Regions from separate parts of the Zea mays genome. Here region 1 is linked to region 2. Evidence: chromatin contacts called from public Hi-C data. All regions are on one chromosome and are shown on one strand. The core of a region is the stretch at or near the end of the contact, and the rest is flanking DNA. Distances in the headings are between cores, read along the strand shown. Region 1 holds the start of LOC103632209 (formin-like protein 8). Region 2 holds the start of LOC103632168 (DNA repair protein UVH3).

The links. A called contact is a pair of places that touch in the nucleus more often than the background predicts.
Region 1: a contact with region 2 is called in a Hi-C map of tassel, with 1.9 times the contacts expected there. The contact joins the promoter of LOC103632209 here to the promoter of LOC103632168 in region 2. A contact is called at or near these places in 3 of 25 Hi-C or Micro-C datasets (ear, endosperm and tassel).

What each region holds. Positions count from the first base shown.
Region 1 is chr1:22,447,850-22,450,549 of Zm-B73-REFERENCE-NAM-5.0, reverse strand. It overlaps LOC103632209 (formin-like protein 8), which reads left to right and starts at 1,396. Exons shown (of 4, transcript XM_008654033.4): 1 at 1,396-2,700. The coding sequence starts at 1,694.
Region 2 is chr1:22,124,072-22,126,771 of Zm-B73-REFERENCE-NAM-5.0, reverse strand. LOC103632168 (DNA repair protein UVH3) reads left to right here and starts at 1,435. Exons shown (of 14, transcript XM_008653991.3): 1 at 1,435-2,154. The coding sequence starts at 1,816.

The DNA of each region.
Region 1 (2,700 bases), core at 147-2,646, 320 kb before region 2:
ATTTGAATGAGTAGGAATGACTTAGTTTTTAATAATGTTTCAAGTTTTACTTATCTGCATGTTCTTTTCAGAGGTACACACTGGCTTAGATTCTGGGCTTAGCTACAAAAGGATGAAGCTGATGGAGTTTTAATAAAGAATGTATGTCGTCGTCGGGAATCGGTGGCCATGCAATTTTGTGTTAATTTTGGTTGGAGGTTTTCTAATAGGATTGCCTTGTAATCATCTCAGTGGTTTTATTAAGTTTCAAAAACCTTTAGTGTGCTAATGTGTGGCTATATGAAGAGGTATGTCCCTTCATAGAGCAGTGTGATGTAACAATTTGTGTTGGCCCTAACCTCTTTTGAGGGGAAAGCCGGAAATTTTTCTACGTTATCTAAAAATGAAAGAGGATAGAAAGTCCACATTTGGTTAGATGTTCACACTCGCGGGAGCTCTCCCTGAATGATGACCTGACCTGTATTTGACACCTATGTCGCCTTCCTCGTACCAAAGATGGTACAGGAATTTTTATCCTGTACCATCTGCAACAAATCTCTCTCTCTCTATCTCCGAGCGGAGAGCGAGAGGAGCACTCCAGCAGGCCGGCCAGATCAGCACCGTATAATACACTTTGGATTAAAGCCAAGCTATCACTAACTAGCAAAGCGAGTAAAGCAGTCCAAGATCCCTGCTGGCCAACTAGGTGGAATGATACAATGTGATGCGAGAGCACCCTTACTAGCATCAACGACACATATAATACCATTGCTTTCGCGCGCGAATAATACCACCGCTTTCGCGCGACGCAGCTTTTTTTTTTTTATCATTGCGGTTCACGCCATGTGTCATTGCTAAAGTAACGGCGGTAGCTACAGCAGCTGAGGCATGGGCGTGCAAGCGACGGCGTCGAACAGCAGCTGCGTGCCTACCACGGGACAAATCTGCCTCGTCCTCGGCTCTCCGTGCTGTATCAGTTGTTCGTCGCGGCGGCTCGCGGACCGGCCAGTCGCATTGTACTAGTCGCAGGCTCGCAGCACGCCCGGAGCAGGATGGGCGTGCCCTTCTACTGTCACGGAGCCCCCACACGTCAGTGGAATGAATTCTAACTAACAAGCGAGCCGGACCAGGCCCACTCGTCATTGTACCTCTCTGGTATTACTAGACTGACCTTTTTCTGCCCAGAAGATCGATCACATCGAGCTTTTGTTCGCAAGCAAAGAATCAGGTACCATTTTCAGCATGTGTGTTTAGTTGCCCCGGTGTGGAATATTTCCTTGCCTCCTCGACGAACAAAGCACCAACCTTCCTTCGCCTGTTTTTAGTGCATGCCGAATTTGCAAAGGCACCGCAACAAAATAAAATCTCCATTTTTCAACCAAAAGTGTGTCGATGAACCTTCTTTCCTTCGTCGGTTCATGGTTGTAATCGTGTATGAACAACCGGAATTTCTTTAGTTTATGATTGGATCTCCTTTTCTTCCGAGCGAGTGAGATCCAAAGTGGCGAAAGTCAGGGGAAGAAACAGAACAACGAAAAAAAAAGAACGGAAACAGCAAACGGAAAGCAGCCGATTGCCGCGCCACGTGTGAGCGGCACGGTTGATCTTCCCCGCCGAGGGCTAGGCAGCATTGTATGTCACTCTCGCGGGCGGAACCAAAAATGGCGGCATCCACCACTCCCCTTCCCACGCTCGCTCCCTCTATCCTCATTGTATGTTACTGTCGCCGAGGGCAGCATTGTATGTTATCGCCGTAGAAAGCCGAGGCCGCGGCCGTTCGGTTCACTTTTTTTTTTCCCCTTCTCCTTCTGCTGCACCGCCAATGCCTCCCACTACCGTCATGCTGCTACCAGCGTGCACCGTGCTGCTGCTGTGCTGCCGTCTCTCGCCGGCCGCCGCGTCGTCGCCCGGCGATGTCGGCGGAGGCGGGGCAAGGAGGCTGCTCCACCAGCCATTGTTCCCAATCGAGTGGACCCCGCCGCCATCGCCGCAGCCGGACTTCTCCTCTGACCCGGCGACGCCGGACGGACCTCCTGGCGCCTTCTTCCCTCCCACGCCACCGGTGGCCCCTGCTGGCGGCGGAGGTACGACGACGACGTCCTCGCCAACCACCGTCGCCTCCAACGTCCCGGCCGGCGCCTCGTCAGGGTCTGGTGATGGCGGCCACCACGGCGGCCCTGCCAAGGGGACCATCGTCGCGGCGGGGGCGGCCGCGACCGCGGCCATCGCGCTGCTGGCCTTCGCGTGCGCGTTCCTCATCGCGCTCCGCGCGCGCCGCCGAGGGGACTCGCAGAAGCTGCTCGGCCCCGACCGTGGGTCCGCGCGCCACCACTCGGCGCCCTCGGCCGCTGACTTCCTCTACGTCGGCACGGTGGAGCCCACCACGCCCGGCCGCCACCACGGGTCCCCCGCCGCCGATCTCATTGGGTCCCCGTACCGCAAGCTGCGCAGCGAGCGCGCGCGCCGCGACGAGCCCACCGACAACCTGAGCCCAGAGCTCCGGCCGCTCCCGCCGCTGCGCCGCGCGGCCACAATGGGCTCCTCTGACGATGCATACTACACGCCGCGCCAGCGCTCCGGGGGTTCCGGCGGCGGCGGGGTTGGCGGCGAAACCTGGAGTGAGGCCAGCGCGTCCAGCCCGCCCACCACCACCACCGCGTCCCGCCGAAGCCTCCCCAGCCTCACCAGCGACTGCTTTCCTCCGGTCACGGCTATTGCTGC
Region 2 (2,700 bases), core at 186-2,685:
AGGCCGCGGTTCCCCTAATTGTTCCCCCTTGTGCTCCGTCTCGCGCCGACCCATCTGGGCTGGGACACGCAGCGACAATTTACTCGTCGGTCCAGGGACCCCCGGGGTCGAAACACCGACAAGTACGATCATAAATCTCTTCGTAATTGTATCCCATGATACGACAATGCTCAGCCAAGGAGACAACCACTTTATTCTCCTCCCACTTTCGGTCCTCAAACGCCATTTCCCACAGCTCCAGATCTGATGAGTTGTATCCTTCTAGCAGTTCATCAACATCAGGGTGATCATCAACATCCGAAGGGGGATCAAATAGGTCTCAACTAGGACACTTATGATCCAAATCTTGTTGGCAGACAATAGAAGTCTTCTCGAGCATCTTGCAGACATGGTCCAGGTGGCCAACAACCTTCCCTATCTTGCCCCCCTCAACTTCTGGGATACTAGAACAGATAGAATTAATTGTATGCAACAATGTTGATTGTCTCCTCATCACTTGAATCGCGTATCACAGATAATTCTTGATACTAACATGATACTTCAACTCAACATTGTCTTGTACAAAATCAACATTGTCATGTAAATAACCAAGAAACAAGTACCAGCTACAAGGGAATACAAACAACACGGTGCCATAAATGGCGTCTATGCTAAAAATCAGCCGAACAGGCTGGTTTATTCCGGGCAAGGTACAACAATAATCTATGCAGGGACAATGTTGATTAGTAAAATCTATGCAGGTACAACAATAATCTATGCAGGTACAACAATAATCTATGCAGGTACAACAATACTAGTACAGCACACGTACCCAGGGTAATTAATAAAATGAACAAGAGAGAGAGAGGATAAAAGCAATGGAGTACACGGTTACACTACATGCATACAATAATATATGCAGGGACGAATAAATTATGGAGAAACAAAAGGTCGATCTCTAGAAAATAAATAGTGTGGAGAAATATTATCAAAGCCTCATCACTGACATTAGCATAGACAAAGGTTGAGTTCTTCACTGAATCAACAACTCCTTCAAACTTTTCGCGAGCAATTCCTGCATACTTCACAGCAGCGATTGCCTCTTCTCGGCAATGATGGCGGCCGAATGGGCTTCTGCTGCAGCAACGACAGCTGCTCTGGCGGCGTCGTACGCATCGGCTACAGCTTCAACCGGAGGAACCCGCTCCATTGAAGAGGCGACGACTAGGGTTTCTCCCTGCTAGAAGACAGATCTCGCTGGAAGAGAGAATGGATGGAGGAGTGATGGCAAGGTCACGACGTGACATCGTCGTGCTTAATTGCCGGTCTCTACGCACACAAACCATGTGTTTGGTTTGGTGCAGAGGTTAAGCCTGGCGCACGCGAGCCTGGGCCGCCAGGTACGCCTGATATAATCTTCTCCACACATGCAGCCAAGAGCCTTTTTTTTAGCCTGTGCTGCATGGGCGGATGCAGCCCATGCCCCCTGCATACAGGTTAACAAACAAAAGCTTAGGCTTAGCTAATGCATGCGGAGGATCTGGCCAAGCGCGTCCACATAACCAAACACGCAGAAAGAGATTTTGAGTCTAAATCGTAGATCGTCGAATCCCTCCTCAACGCATTCGTTTCGACGAATCATAATGTGTGTTTTATAATGACAAAAATCTCGCGAGTCGTAGGCTCGTGGTCGTGGGTCGTGGCCCTAGCGACAGGCACAACAGGCCCCTCCGCTCCTGGCCTCCTCCTCGGCGTCGCGTCAACGTTGCGCCTCTCCAGAGTCGCCGGCCGCCGAGGGCACTCTCCACCTCTTCCGTCGGCGCCCGGGAGAAGGAGATGGGAGTTCACGGTCTGTGGGAACTACTGGCTCCGGTTGGGCGACGCGTCTCAGTGGAGACCCTTGCGGGCAAGCGGGTGGCGGTGGACGCGAGCATCTGGATGGTGCAGTTCATGCGGGCGATGCGGGACGACAGCGGCGAGATGGTCCGGGACGCGCACCTCCTAGGGTTCCTCCGTCGCATCTGCAAGCTCCTCTTCCTCCGTGTTCGCCCCGTATTCGTCTTCGATGGCGCCACGCCGGCGCTCAAGCGCCGCACCCTCGCTGCCCGCCGCAGGCACCGTGACGCCGCGCAGGCCAAGGTCCGAAAGACCGCCGAGAAACTCCTGCTCTCCCATGTGAGTCTCTTCTCTCCGTTACCTACCCTTTCTCCCCCTTTTTTTACACGATACGGGTGGTGGTTGTCTGGTTGATTAGAGAAATTTGGATTTTTAGACTCCAAACAATGCTATTCACACTTTTGCTATTCGTAATATTGACAATATGACTCAACATGTCACACTTCCAATGCCATTTTGGACATTTTCCCCGCAATCACGCATAGAAGGACAAAAAAAATCCAAAATGGCATTAAAATCAAGTTGGACATGTTTTGAATCCAATTTTTGCGAAGTCAATGCTACGAACGACAAAAGTGCGAAGCAAATTGTTTGGAGTCCCAAAAAACCAAATTCTCGGTTGATTAGAGGTGGAATACTGGCATCCCGAATCGCTTAGTGCAAAATCATCAATGTTAGGCACAGAGTTTGCAGTGCATCATATTTATAATCGTAGCGCAGAAGGCAGTGTATGTGTATCCTCCACATTCACCCGAATAACCATCATCATGTAACTTTTGTTCCTAACAGAGTATGTTTCTGTCATTTTTCCCAATTAGATATATG